Regions from separate parts of the Mus musculus genome. Here regions 1, 2, 3 and 4 are each linked to region 5. Evidence: chromatin contacts called from public HiChIP or PLAC-seq data. All regions are on one chromosome and are shown on one strand. Each heading gives the region's core, a stretch centred on a gene start, on an enhancer-like site or on the middle of the called end of the contact. The rest is flanking DNA. Distances are from core to core; before and after follow the strand shown.

What was found. HiChIP or PLAC-seq counts read pairs in DNA pulled down with a chosen protein or histone mark.
Region 1: a contact with region 5 is called in an H3K27ac HiChIP or PLAC-seq map of extraembryonic endoderm stem cells, with 7 times the contacts expected there. The contact joins the enhancer-like site here to the promoter of Usp24 in region 5. A contact is called at or near these places in 1 of 39 promoter capture datasets (the C10 cell line) and 10 of 115 datasets of contacts at active chromatin or transcription factors (embryonic forebrain, embryonic stem cells, extraembryonic endoderm stem cells and 2 more).
Region 2: an H3K27ac HiChIP or PLAC-seq map of stem cell-derived neural progenitor cells shows a contact between it and region 5, with 5 times the contacts expected there. The contact joins the enhancer-like site here to the promoter of Usp24 in region 5. A contact is called at or near these places in 12 of 39 promoter capture datasets (the 3T3-L1 cell line, 3T3-L1-derived adipocytes, cranial neural crest and 7 more), 1 of 484 Hi-C or Micro-C datasets (palatal mesenchyme), 12 of 115 datasets of contacts at active chromatin or transcription factors (T-cell acute lymphoblastic leukemia, craniofacial prominence, embryonic stem cells and 7 more) and 2 of 9 other capture datasets (embryonic stem cells and liver).
Region 3: an H3K4me3 HiChIP or PLAC-seq map of embryonic forebrain shows a contact between it and region 5, with 8 times the contacts expected there. The contact joins the enhancer-like site here to the promoter of Usp24 in region 5. A contact is called at or near these places in 1 of 39 promoter capture datasets (hippocampal neurons) and 7 of 115 datasets of contacts at active chromatin or transcription factors (the NIH/3T3 cell line, astrocytes, embryonic forebrain and 4 more).
Region 4: an H3K27ac HiChIP or PLAC-seq map of embryonic stem cells shows a contact between it and region 5, with 5 times the contacts expected there. The contact joins the enhancer-like site here to the promoter of Usp24 in region 5. A contact is called at or near these places in 1 of 484 Hi-C or Micro-C datasets (embryonic stem cells) and 12 of 115 datasets of contacts at active chromatin or transcription factors (embryonic fibroblasts, embryonic forebrain, embryonic hindbrain and 4 more).

Annotation. Positions count from the first base shown.
Region 1 is chr4:105,224,467-105,227,166 of GRCm38.p6, forward strand. The region is part of intron 5 of Plpp3 (phospholipid phosphatase 3); the gene reads left to right. Among named protein-coding and RNA genes, the nearest start is that of Plpp3, 68 kb to the left of the region's middle. Within about 2 kb of position 1,300, at least 140 of the 459 cell types and tissues checked have an H3K27ac peak or open chromatin away from gene starts, as enhancers often do. A contact at or near this core is called in embryonic stem cells and extraembryonic endoderm stem cells, where this site is marked.
Region 2 is chr4:105,169,067-105,171,766 of GRCm38.p6, forward strand. The region is part of intron 1 of Plpp3 (phospholipid phosphatase 3); the gene reads left to right. Among named protein-coding and RNA genes, the nearest start is that of Plpp3, 13 kb to the left of the region's middle. Within about 2 kb of position 1,370, at least 55 of the 459 cell types and tissues checked have an H3K27ac peak or open chromatin away from gene starts, as enhancers often do. A contact at or near this core is called in embryonic stem cells, forebrain, liver and 2 more, where this site is marked.
Region 3 is chr4:105,006,594-105,009,293 of GRCm38.p6, forward strand. The region is part of intron 15 of Fyb2 (FYN binding protein 2); the gene reads left to right. Among named protein-coding and RNA genes, the nearest start is that of Gm52670, 11 kb to the right of the region's middle. Within about 2 kb of position 1,263, at least 27 of the 459 cell types and tissues checked have an H3K27ac peak or open chromatin away from gene starts, as enhancers often do.
Region 4 is chr4:105,202,913-105,205,612 of GRCm38.p6, forward strand. All of the region lies in intron 2 of Plpp3 (phospholipid phosphatase 3), which reads left to right. Among named protein-coding and RNA genes, the nearest start is that of Plpp3, 47 kb to the left of the region's middle. Within about 2 kb of position 1,394, at least 54 of the 459 cell types and tissues checked have an H3K27ac peak or open chromatin away from gene starts, as enhancers often do. A contact at or near this core is called in embryonic stem cells, where this site is marked.
Region 5 is chr4:106,314,884-106,317,583 of GRCm38.p6, forward strand. It overlaps Usp24 (ubiquitin specific peptidase 24), which reads left to right and starts at 1,330. Exons shown (of 68, transcript NM_183225.2): 1 at 1,330-1,903. The coding sequence starts at 1,589.

The DNA of each region.
Region 1 (2,700 bases), core at 50-2,549, 1.1 Mb before region 5:
AGTCAAGAGGGATGGAAGAAATGACACCCACATCCCCTGAACAAAAGTCTGACAGTAATGCCCAAAGCTGACCTCGCTACCTAGTTCCCCACTGTCAGGTCGGCAGGAACGTAGATGTGGCAGGGAAAGGAAGCCAAGGCATAAATCAGGAGATGGTAACAGTATCGTTACAGCACTCCATAGTTTGCAAAGTTCATTAAGAATCTCTCTCTTTTTTTTTTATTTTTGTTCCTTTGCTGAGAGGGAGGAAATCGAAACCCAGAGGAGGCAGTTGTATCTTGCTGCTTGCTAGTTGGCATGTTGGCAGGTCCTGTCTAACGTTTTCTCTTTTATCTTTTTAAATGCTGGTGGTGACCTATAGATGCTCTTGTTACTTCCTAACAGCCAGACAGTGGTATGGTGGGAGCCAACTTGGACACTGGGTGGGCACAGGTGTGAGGGCAAGAACCAAACTCTGCTCTTTTGCAAGAGAGAGCAAGTGTACACTATAGATAGATAGATAGATAGATAGATAGATAGATAGATAGATAGATAGATAGATAGATAGAGATATCCTTAACTTTTAAGTTTTATTTTATGTGTATGAGTATTTTGCCTGCATGTTTGTTGTGTACTGTATGGGTGCCTGCTGCCCTGAGAGGACAGGAGAAGGTGTCAGATCACCTGGAACTGGAGGACAATTATAGATGCTGAACACTGAACCTGGGTCCCCAGACAAACAGCAAGTGCTTTTAACTGTTGAGCCATCTCTCTAGTCCTGTTTGTTGTTGTTGTTGTTGTTGTTTAAGTACCAGTTGTACACAAATGCAAGGCAAGTAGGTGATTAGAAAACATTGTTCAATTCTGTACTGCATCAAGAGAAACAGGTTGTAATTGCTGGCTGAGCATCACACAGCAGCATGATCCTAGCCCATCATTGTCCCTTTCAGATGCACAGGGCTAACACAGACACTGGCAAATTCCTGGTGCCAGCAGCCACCGAAAGCCTTTTATTGAGGCTAAAAAGCAATGACTACGAATTGAGTAACTCTCCTAGAGTCAAAAGACTAGGCTGCCAAAGATACTTTGTCATTCATTATACAGTCCTTACTGTTACTAGGCCATGAGGGTGCATCAGTTCCTGGAGCTTTCTTCTCCAAAGAAGATTCTCTACTCAATTTGAGAGACAGCTCTGTGTGGAACACTAGAAACCTGAAAGGAAATCCCTAGGCCAAGGCACACTTCTGCAAGTGTAGGCAGAAGAGAGGCAGCTCTGGTGTCTGTAGTCACCCGGGAGGCGGCCAGAATGACTCAGCACAACTCCTTGCCTTGGAGTAGCTCACAGTCTAGAAAGGGAAGCATGATAGAGCATTTAGAGAACCACACATCAAAGCCTGTGTTGTAACAGCAAAATGGAAGGTTATTAACTGTACAGAATGAGGGACCAATGAGAGGTGGGAGCAGCTCTGGTGGGAGAAGTTGTGGTGGATCCCAGCGTGGAGTTGAAGGAGCTACTATGTCCAGGATACAAGCCTCGAGGCCCCGAGGTAGAGGGTTTGAGCCCCTCCATTGCCCTCCCATACTGTCCACTGCTGTTCTCTCGGCTACTTAGTCTATACCACAGATTGCTACAAAGTCGGGTAAAGTGCACATTCCAGGCCACCCACAGATTCTCAGACATCTCTCTTGCGAAGCGTCCGGGTGATTCTGAAACAGGAGGGTTAAGGGACTGCACTTGGCAAAATCCCTGACCAGACAGACAGCTCTTGTTTTCCTTTGCATCTGAGATTCTAAAATTCTCTTGCTTTTATGTTATCCATCCCATGCTGGTATGGAGACGTGGTGGGGTTTCTAAAAGTCTCAGTGTGTAATCGGTGTGATTCCTATCTTCAAGGGGCTCACTTACTTAGTCTGCAGAGTTGAAACCCTCAAGGATTCCTGAGCACTGCAAGTCAAGTTTGCTGTCACTATGTGCTCCGAGCCAAAAGCCTTTGCAACGTTTGCTGACTAAGCCACCCACTGCCGTGGAAGCAGAAGCTGGGCTGAGGACCGAATTCTGGCTTCTGGTCTGCATGGGTCTTAGTGATCTCTTGCTAGGCTACATCCCAGCAGGATGGGGCCGTGTGTGCCCTAGGGGTGGCTGCCATCTCTCTCCACAGCAGGTGAAGATTCATGATGAGACATCAAAAACAGACTTTTGCCACTATGCTGACTCACTCCTCAAGATAGCTCTAGAAATTGTAGGCCTTTGCAAGTAGATCCTATCTACCTTACAGAAAGCTCCTGTCTACTCGGCTCTGTAACCAGCTCGAGTCTGCACATGCAGACTCACGTGTGCTCTCTCTCATGTATGTATTTGTGTACATATGTGTATATGAGTCTCATATGTATGTATGTGTACACTCACACACACACATACACACACATACATGAGACATTGTTTTGTTACATACATAGCAGAAACTGGCTTTAAACTTGATCCTCCTGCCTCAGTCTTCTGAGTGTTGAGTTTGAAGACATATATTGCTGTGCCTACCTTTCTTCTTTTCCTAGTTCTTACTTGCCTTCCCACAGAGAAAATAAGTAATTTTTATATAACTAGGCAGTGAGTGCAGCAGCCATTGATGATGGCTGACACTTAGTTTTTCCCTGCACTGTCCCACATTTGTACCCTGTAACTCCCGAGCTAGGTATTGTGTCCCCAGTAATGGCAAGGCTTGG
Region 2 (2,700 bases), core at 120-2,619, 1.1 Mb before region 5:
CGTTCATTAAACGTAGTAAATAGAACTTCTCCGCTTGGCCTCTTCCCCACAAATGACCCACATTGTTACTAAGTTAGCAACCACCAACAGGAAGTGGCAGAAATGTTTCTCAGCCGCACAGCCCATTTCATTAGACACTTGCCCAAAGGGGCTGTTTTGGTCAATTTGGCCTCTGTAGGCTTCTAGGGAGGAACAGCCTAACACATCATTTCTCATCTTTGCATTTGCTGACATCTTGCCCTTAGCGGCTGTTTTGATTAAATGCGTGGCGCTTTGTTCTGCACCAACTGCACACACAGCGCCCAGGAGGAGGAACTTCTAGGAAGCTGAGACTTTAAAAATATTTCCAAAGGTGTTACCAACTTATTAGAGAGTCTTTTGTTCAGGAACTTCTCATTGAAATCTATTTAGAGAGCAATTCCAATGGCGTGGCAGGGGGGCTGGTGGGCTCCTAGCACCTTTGTGAAGGACTCCTTTGAAAGGCCTGAACTTGAGGCATTGTAAGAGCGCAGAGCTCCTAGGGACTGGCTGGGAAGATAAAATATACATCTTGGGTCAAAGCATTCCAAGGACATGGCTCTCCATTCCTGGGAGAAATAAGCTGTCAGGAATTTTAGATTCAATTTTCCCAAGTCCGTTGATGGGGCTAAGAAACTCTGAGTTTGCTTTAAAACTGATCGTGTGCAGTTGTGCTTGTCACAACTGTGAAATTGGTCATTTATTATCAATTAGCAATGTTTCACTGACGGATTCTTCCAGATGACAACATGTAAGTCTGAGAATCTGTATTTAGATATTCAGTCAGTTTTTCTCATTGTAGAGCTCTACCCCGCCCTGCTCCGCCCCCCAAGCAGACAACAAAATCCAGCCTTGACACCTGGAGTAGCATTGTCCTCTGTCAGCTGGAAGAGGCTAGGGCAGCAGATGTTTTTGAATACTTACCCTGTAGTCAGCCACATCACCATCCCACCAGGACTTAAGGCCTGGAAGGAGCCACCGTCCTCTAATTGATGCTGTGCTGGGATGGGTGAGGCAGCTGCTGTTCGGAGATATTGAGTGGCAGGATTTGGGATAGAGAATGGTGGTACTCTCGGCCATGAACCAACCAACAGCCTACCTTTTTTTCCTCCGAGAGTAAAGACTGGCGTTTAGATTTTCACTAACAAGCATGTGAGTAAAGCGAACCCGTCAGAATGCCTTAAAATTATCGGGCCCTATAAAGTAGTTAAGTTTGATTTGGGGTTTAAAACCTTTTACCCATGTCAGTATTTCCTGTTCCTGTGTAAATTCCTAAGAGAATAGAGGTGAGACTGAACTCCAGGCTGGAAGGCCATGGACTTGACTGAATCCTCATTATGTGACAAGCTGTGCACTAAGGCGCTTCATGCATTATTAACTTACTTGAATTTCACAACAACCCTGTGGAGTAGGCTGGCACTCACTTCAGTGTTTTGTTTTTTTTTTTTTTTTTTTATCTAGAAAGCAGGGCCAGTCTCATTTCTTATTGGAGGCTGGTGACACGCTGCATTAATAATTCAACCAGTTAATCTCTAACAGAAATTATTTACTAAGATTCCCAGCAAAGTGCTGTTTTAGAATCTCCCTTTAGCTGGCCGCTGAACCCTGTGTCCCCTTCCGTTACACGTCTACCAAGGACAGCAGCTGCATCAGATGCCTTAGAAAAAATGGCCAGAGAAGCTGATAAGTGTCACGCAGAAGTGGGGTGACTTTTCTGCACAGGAATAGCAGTTTCTGATCCCAGTGTTAATTCCCCTTCTTCTCCATCTTCTCCAAAGGAGTTAAAAAGCCAGGGAGTGAGCCGCTTTGACTGGAGCAGCCTGCGCTGTGGAGAGACCACCTCGTGTTTCCCAGGCTATTGTAGGACTCCTATTCAGCTGGGATTTCAATGGTGCCCTGATTAGCATGAGACCAAGTGTATAAAGTAGGTCTTTTTACCCTCCCTTAAAGAAGTTTTGTGGTATTTCTTTCTGAGGGGGTTGGCATAGAGCTTTGACAAACACAGACCCATGGTAAAGTTAAATAGGGCTGCGAGCGGTCCCATTTGCACACATCCTTCCCACTTAGAATGCAGAGCAGCCTCATTGGTGATGGACTCCTTAGGAACCATGGCAGGGTTCTTCCTGCACCAGTAATGGGCGAGCAGGAAATACCCACAAGTAAACTGGGGAAGGGAGTCCCTGGCTCATCCACCATTCTCCATTGTCCGAGAGCCACCGCAGAGAATACTCCTGGGTTTGACCAGCCAGCTATCTTCTCTTTTCCTTTTGTTTACTGAGATAAAGACAGTGTGTGGCGGAAGATCCAGGGGAATACACTGAGGGGGTGGAGCCTGCCTTGAAGGAGCAAGTAAGAGGACAGACAGACAGACGCACAGCAGTTGGTGGAGGAGTGCAGCCAGGTGTTTTGGTGTGATACTTTAGTGAAATGATAAGAATAAGGGTCTGACAGGAAGCTTCTTGCTGTTTGGGCTCAATACTTGTGGTATTTGCTGGAGAAACTTGGACACATTGCTGTCATTTGGTGAACGGATAAAATGAGGGTGAATTCTTGCAACAGATGGCATGCCATGTGAGCAGGAAATACTTTGAAAGTTGTAATTAATACTTGTGATGTGAATGCAGTTTTGTCTGAAATGTGCCCTTTTCTCTCTACTGTTCCCATTTCTAAGACTGTGCATTG
Region 3 (2,700 bases), core at 13-2,512, 1.3 Mb before region 5:
CATGCTTCCTTCATTTTTTCCTGCTCTTTGATTAATATTCCAGGATGCATATTGCCACGTTAATCCATTCTCTTGGTAGGCATTTAGTTCCTGAGTGATTGTGCATGTGCGATCAGTACTTCCACAGAATTGATTCCTGGTATCCTCATGTACTTGGAAGAGGAAATACAGATACAAATTCACAAGTGCCGTTCCAGCACGTGGGGTTTGCCCTGGTTCCCACAGAACACACAGAACAAAAAGAAGACATTTTTGCCACATCGGTGTCTGTAAATAGTATCACATCATAGTACTTCGAGTCACATCACGCTTCAGTGCAGTTACACACACTCAGTCGATCCTCTACTCATATCATATCGTTTGACTGCTTTTCTGTGGTGGTGTCAGTATTTTCCTCCTTCTTAGGTTTAAAACAATTCATTTTGGATACAACTCTTTTCCTCTCTCATGTCATCTATTACTACATCTTCTCCACCTGTTGGATGGCATTCTTGATTTCCATTCTAGTCTTCCAAAGAATAGAAATTCAAATTCTTAATGTATCTTTAAATTACTTTTTATTATTGCTTTCTATATCTTTTAGAGAACTTTCTCCTAGCTTGCTCAACATACTCCTATATTCTCTTCTAAAAGTTGCAGCTTTGCCTTTTAAACTCAACCCTTAGATCCTCCTGAACTGAGATTTTTTTGGGGGGGTTGTGTTTGTTTTCAAAAGAGGGTTTCTTCCCTGACTAGGGATTGAATCAGAGCCTCAGTGGTGAGAGTGTTGAGTCCTAACCCCTAGACCACCAGGGCACATCAAGTATCGTGTGAATTGAGTTTTATTTTAACAAGTGACAGCCAGTTGTTTTCTTCTATACAGAGAAATGTCTCTTATTTTCCCCAGCAATTTGCAATGCCATTTTGTTAAATCAAGTGTCCCAGCACCTGACAGTCTGTTTCCAGGTTCTCACTTCTCTTTTGTGGTTACTTCTACCCTAATGACATTGTGGGAGAGGCTGCATTTTCTATTTCCTCTTCCTTTCTACTGCTTCAAAAACTTCAAAGACTTGGATATATTGTTTTAGTAAAGAAACTAAACATGGGAGAGGGTGTCTGCCCAGCCTGCACCTGCTGTCCTGCTCTAGCTCCCTTCAAATTTCATGCACAAGCTCACACTAAACCCTGTTCTGTGCCTGGTATTGTGCAGAGCTTATCGCAGATCCACTGGGACTGGGTCAGAGTTCCTCCTTCTGGGATCTCATACAGAAACCATAAATGAGTGAACATGAGGCCATTAGAAAAGGAAGTAGTTTCTAGAGCTATCTTCTAGGCTTCAAAAGAGAGGCGTGTAAGATCCCCAGCAAGTCCTAGGGCCTCGCAAAAGCCTTCTCAGGTGCAGCTTCAATGACTGGAAGGGGCTGGAACCTTCATATCCTGAAGGACCCTCTGAGCAGAATCTGAAGAAAAGGCAGGCTTGGTGGCAGAGGTCTGTAATACTGGCTACTATGGAGGTTGAAGCCAGGACTAGCAAGTTCAAGACCTACCGGGGCCACAAAGTTTGAGGTTTGAAATATAGTTAAGTGGTAGAGTGCTTGCCTTGCATGTGCCAAGACCAGAGTTCAGTTCCTAGGATTGCATATGTAAAGGGAATCAAAACATAGCAACTATGAAAATGTAAGCTTTCTAACATATGCATTATTGTGTTTAAAGGTTTCCTAGTGCAGAGTTACTGAAGTATTTAGGCTTGTCAACACTATAGATAACTGGATGGTTCTTAAGTCACTGAGCCATCTATCCAACTCCTATTTTATTATTTTAAAAATTAGCATACAAAGTATTTGATGCCATTATAGCATTTACAGCATTTTCTATTGAAGTGTGTTCTCCACCCACCTCTTCCAACCTCTATGTCCCCACCCCCTCTTAAAACTTCTTCCTCTCTACTCCCTTACCCTCCTCTGCAGCCCCTCCATCCTTCATGTTACATGTGTCTTTTGCCCCACCCCTTCTTCAGCACCTCTTTATCTTCTTAGTCTCCTTTCTAGACTGTTGAACTTATCTATACATGTAGAGTAATTTTAATCCAGCAACATGGCTGCTCTGGCAAGGAATCACATCCAAAGATATGATCCAACAAGAATGTAGACATGCCCTGGATTACAGTATGATCTGACTGGAATACAGACAAGCCCTTACTAGACACCTGTAATCCCTAACAGAGGAAGTAAAGTTAGTTTGTAGAAGGAAGCAGTTATGTTTGAAAGTGACATCTAATTGAGAGGCAGACAAAGTGATGAATCAGAGTAAGATTTGACAGAATGAGTCAGATATGATACGCCCAACTCTCACATGAACAGATAAGATAGGAAAGAGAAGCCACTTAAAGAACAGTGCAGAGTGAGTTAGAGGTAGAGGGCAGTTCAATGAGTGGAGGTAAATTGAGTTGAGTTCAGGCAATGCAGTTGAGTTCAGTTGAGTGTAGTTGGATGTGGTTCAGTTGAATGCATTGAGTTCAATTGAATTCATGCAGTTTCTTTGAGTTCTACTCAGTTCATACAGTCAGTGCAGTTTGATTTGTGGAATTCAGAGGTAGATTTTCTAAGCAGAAAGTAATTCATCAGAAGCTAAGAGAAGCCAGTTTTAATCAGTTAGTTTGGAAAAGAGTTTTGAGCCAGAACAGCTGAGTTGAACCAGCCAGTCTGAGTTCAGAAAAAACTA
Region 4 (2,700 bases), core at 144-2,643, 1.1 Mb before region 5:
CTGTGGATAGTTGCTGATGGTGGTGAGTAGGGAAATGGAGGGGTCTTAAGGGTCTGGGTTTTTGTTGTTAGGTTTAGGGGCACATAGACTAGAAATACAGGGGTGAAAGTTGTCTTGGGGGGAGGGTGGGGATGGGTTAAATCTTAAACTCTGATCTACTAGTATCAGTTTTATGTCCATTTGGGTGAATTATCAGAGGCCAGGGACAGGATTGATGGGAGGGGGCCCGTTCGTCCTTAGGAGATCATTTCATCTTCACAGAGCATTTGAAGCAGCTAAAATCACAGCAGAGAGCCAGGGATACCACTCTACGAAAGAGTAAAAGCCAGGTGTGGAGACATTGGAAACGGAGAGCGTAGCTTGGAAATAGGAAGAAACGCACAGTGGTACAATATCAAGGAAACCTGACAAATTCAACATGAAAGAGGACTGTGAAGTTGGCAGCCTGCAACACTCTGGAAAGAGCTGCCAGGAGACTGGCATGAACTGGCAGAGTATCTCTTCAAGGAGGACTTTGGCTGGGAGCGCTTGCCATTTGGGAAAATAACTGTACTTCAAACCATGTTCTTCAGGAGACCTGTGGGCACAGGGCAGCCACTGATGGCTGCAGCCATAATTGGCTTCTGAGGTTTCTCTCTCTGGCCTCTTTGTCATCTGTGTTAGAAGTCAGAGTTGTCACACCCACCACTGTAGCCTGAGAAATGTCTGTGACGTATAGCCTTTCTCAGGCAGCATGGCACTGAAGTGCCAAAATGCTGGAGACAGCTGAGTGGGAATTTTCCAATCACTTAATTCTACTCAAGTAAAGATCTGGCCATTTCCTTCTAACAGATGGAACATTTGGCTTCAGAGAAAATTCAGCTCCATTCCTGATTCCATCTTGAAAGGCAAAACCCAAGCCTATTATATTTTCCCTTAGCCTTGAGACTGAGAAAAAAAAAAGAAAAAGAAAAAACAATTCTCCATCGCCAAATGTTTGTTGACTGAATCTCTTCTGGCGCAAAGAAGTTCGTTAACCCATATACACATGCGCGAGGTCTGGGGGTTAGGGTAAAGCTAACAAGGACATAAACATACAAATAAACTCAGTAGTAGACCTGTATGGGTTGGTCTGGTGCTGCTTGTATTTAAATGCTAAATACTGGCTCCCAAGATCTGGTTGCAATGGATCCACTACAAGAGACCTTACTTGTATGCCTTTGTATTTGGGACTCAAAGACCAGCTATCTTCTGGGACTTCAAGGAAACGGCTATCTTGGTACCATTAAGAAGAACCCAGGAGGGAGGGAGAAGGGCAGGTGTCGGCGATGGGGCTGCCAAGCTGTCCTGCCCTTCTCCTCCTTTAATTCAGAGTGACTCACTGGCCTCTCTGGCCTTTACTGCTCTCACTTGGAAAGTGTGTCAGTAATCCCAGAATGACCTGCAGGGCTCTGTGAGAAACAGACAGCTCGACAGAGGGAAAAGCGCTTTGTAAGCTGTAAAGTTCTATGTAAATATTATTAAAGCAGAACCGAGTATCGGGATGTTAGCCCTTCAGAGTCACCCGGGGAAGACGTCTCAGTTTTTAGAAGAGGAATTGTTAGGACATACTGTGTAAAAATATGACTTTTTCTTGGGGTGATTTATAAATAGAGCAAAATGTTTAAAACAACACAGCAGCTGAGTGGTGGTGGCGGCGATGGTGGTGGTGGCGGCAGCGGTGGTGGTAGTGGTGGGGTCCTTCTGCAATGGGCTTCTTTTCTTCTATCTTGTTTCCTGGAAAGATCAAAATCAAAACCACCACACACGTATTTTCTGCTTCTGCCCTGGCACGGCATATTTCCCACATCCTAATCGTGCAAGAAGAAGAAGAAGAAGAAGAAAAAACAACCAAAACCAAAATGAGCCTTTCAAAGTGCCAGGCATTTGACATATCGCCCATTGAATTCCTTGCCAGCCTTGCCAGGTGGATATTATTAATGCTATTTTCTATAAGGGACCACCTAAGCCCAGACAGGTGAAGTCATGTGACTGCAAAGGACTAGAATGATGAGACTGAGACTTACTGGCTCCCAGGTTGCTGCTCCTTCCTCCCCAGGAAGGCTAGCCTAAAGACCCTCTCCATTTCCCCTCCTGAATGGAACATCTGTAAAGATGTGGGTAGCTGGGCTCTTTTTCACCACAAAAGACAGGAAGAGGCTCTCTCTTACAGTTGGAGACAACCTCCCAACCACTGGCTTGCCGGCCAGGACCCGTCCCTTTCTGTCCCCTTGTGGCTTAATTGCCATGCCTTCCTCTGTATGAGTTTCCAGACTCTGGGCCAAGCTCCTTAAAAGGCAGGTAGGGGAGAGTTCTCTGCCGGCCTGGCAGCCAGCCATCCCCCCCACACCCCTCAGATCCGCTGCTAGCTGCTTCAGAGATCAACATAGAAGACATTTTTTTTCCCAAAGTGAAACTTATCAGAACTTTGCTGACTGTGGCAGGAATGAAGGCCCTGGGGGTGGGGACCAAGCCTTTGGAGGAGGGGTGGGGTGCTCATTTTATGACCCAGGAATGAAAACATTGTGAATAATGAATAAAGTCCGAAAGTAGTAAATCTGAGACTCCAGAGAAGGCGAGTAACATGTCAGGGAGCGGTTTAAGCCTTCGCCCCTCCTGCAGAGGTGCGGCCCAAGTTTCATTAAATAGCCTTTAAGGGTTAGGATTACAAGAAGCCCAGTC
Region 5 (2,700 bases), core at 80-2,579:
TGCTTTCAACTTAGACTACTTTGGTCTTTATCTATTATATGTACTTAAAATTTCATTGACACCCCAGAACTTACCTCTTATTCAGGTGTCTACTTTGTGATCAAACCCATTACTAGCCTTTAGTAAGAATAATAGAAACTATATCTATATAATGATAAATTCACCCCGTAAATAATCAAATAGCTGGTGTTTACAAACTATCAAATTATTAGGCAAGAAGCCACCAGGATCTGAGGGGGAAAAATGCTGGCAGAGAATGCAGAGAAAAGTTCTGAGTGCTGTCAGTAATTTCAGATTTGGGCTATGTGAAGGTCCAATTGTTAAGCCATCAGAAATGTTTTAACAGTGTGAAAAAGAAAGGTTAGTGGATTGGGGGGTGGGGAGGGGGTTCAAGAATAAAGCAGGATTAAGACCAAAGCAGATGAACTAATAAGCAAGTATGTGAGAAGGAAGAGGAACCAGCATCTTGGGAAGAGAACCGAGAAGAAACCTAGATCAGGACACTGAAACGGGAAAAGGGGCAAAGGGGACTGGCCATGGTAACGCCAATGAGGTGGGAACAGAAGGCAAAAAGCTAAACAAACGCTGGAAGACAGAAACAGAGGGGAAAGTCTTCACCCCTGAGCCAAAGACTTCAGTAGAAATGGGTTGGTGGTCAGAATCAGGATAGAAGTAGACACCCAGAATATTTCCATGTGTCTGTGTCTGAAGGACGGTCATACAGTTCTGGCTGAAAAGTATGGTAAAGTTTATCAGGCCTGGTGGGACAGGTGGTCAGTGTTGTTGGGAGTGGGAGTTCAAGGTCTAGGGGTCTCTAGAGAAGGCTGGAGGGTCGAGGGCGAGGGTGTGCGGGGATGCTCGTCCTGCGGATCTGGGCACCCGTCTGTGGGCGGCGAGGAGGGCTTCAGCGGCGCGTAGGGTCACTTTCCTCGGACCGCAGGACACTTCAGGAGAACCAAGCAGGGTTCCGGGGGCGGCGGGAAGAGTCACCTGCGATGGGACACGAGTGTCGTCAGGGCACCGAGGCCCGGGCGCCCGGGGACCTCAGCGACACCGGCAGCGAGCCGCTCGGCGCCTGCCCCTCCCGTCCCAGAGGGAACCTGTTGCCGGGGGAAGGGGTGGGCGGGAGGCGCAGGCGGAGGACTCTCGTGCTCTCTCTGCGCTCCGCGGCCTCTCACCTCAGACACGTTCGGCGCACGCCCCTCCCTGGCCCCGGCCTGGGAGAAACACACACGCGTCCGCACACCCACAGCTCCGCGCCGCCCGAGCCCGGGGACGGCGGCCCGAGCGCCGCCGGGGCTGCTTCCGGGAGCGGAGGCGCGGCCCCGCGAAGAGGAGGAGCAGGCCAACATGGCGGCGCGCAGGGCTGGGCCGGCCGGCCGCGCCTGAGCGCCCCACCACCCCAGCTCGGCTCGCTGCGCCCACGCGCGCACCTAACCCTGGCCCGGCGGCCTCGGAACGCGCGGGGCGGGAGCTCAGGGGCCCTGCCGGGGACGGAGCCGGGGCCGAGGCAGCGCGGCACGGCCCGCCAGGCCCGGGAGCCGCAGCTTCGCCGCACGCCGGCCGGCGCGACTCCGAGGCCGGAGCCATGGAATCGGAGGAGGAGCAGCACATGACCACGCTGCTGTGCATGGGCTTCTCGGACCCGGCCACCATCCGCAAGGCCCTGCGCCTGGCCAAGAACGACATCAACGAGGCCGTGGCGCTGCTCACCAACGAGCGGCCCGGCCTCGACTACGGTGGCTACGAGCCCATGGATAGCGGCGGCCCCAGTCCGGGGCCGGGCGGCGGCCCACGGGGCGACAGCGGCAGCGACGGCAGCGGGCCTTCCCGCGGCGGGAGCACCGGAGGTGGTGGCGGCTTCGATCCCCCGCCCGCCTACCACGAGGTGGTGGACGCGGAGGTGAGTGGGGTTGCCCTGACCTCACGGGAGAGGCCGCCGCGCTGGAGTCCCGAGGACAGGGAGCGTTGCCAGCCCGGCTCGCAGCGGGACTTTTGGGCGGGGGCTGTAATGAAACTCGGGGCACCGAGATAATAGAACACCAGTTCTGGTCCGAGATCGGGGTCACTAGACTGGGGTCCTATGGAGAGAAGGGCCTTGGGGGAGGAATATTCCCGCGTGGAGTTAGGTATACAGTTCTGGGCCGTGGCGGGGTCTCCATAGGCTACCTGCTGAGTCTATGCGGTGGGCAGGAATCCCGGGAGGGATGGGGAGGAGGGCCCACATTTCCAAATCCGCGTGGCTTGGGAAATGGGAAGGACATGAATATCAGGTGTCAAAACTGAGGTCCCAGTGGACCAGAGTATTTGTGACACTAGATTTCAGTGAAGGATTGGGATAAGTACCAGTTCAGAGTCAGAAATAGTGCTCGCTATAGGCCTGCCAGAGTGAAGGCCTTTGCCGGGTCAGACAGGAGGACCAGTGGGGTTAGAAGAAGGGTTTAGGTTTTTAAGCCAACCGTTGGAAGAGGACAGGGTCTAAAATGAGGAAGGGCCTAGACAGGACCAGGAATGATAGGAATGAGTATAAGGCAGAGGAGCAGGTTTGGCTGTTTTAATGTCTGGGTTGTAAGGATGGGCTTGACTAAGGTCAGGTATTAGGACAAGTAGTGGAATGGGACTGAGATAAGGAATGAGTGAGAAGCCTGGGCAAGGAGTAGGAGCAAAGGAAGGGCCAGACGGCGATGAGATCAGGAATGG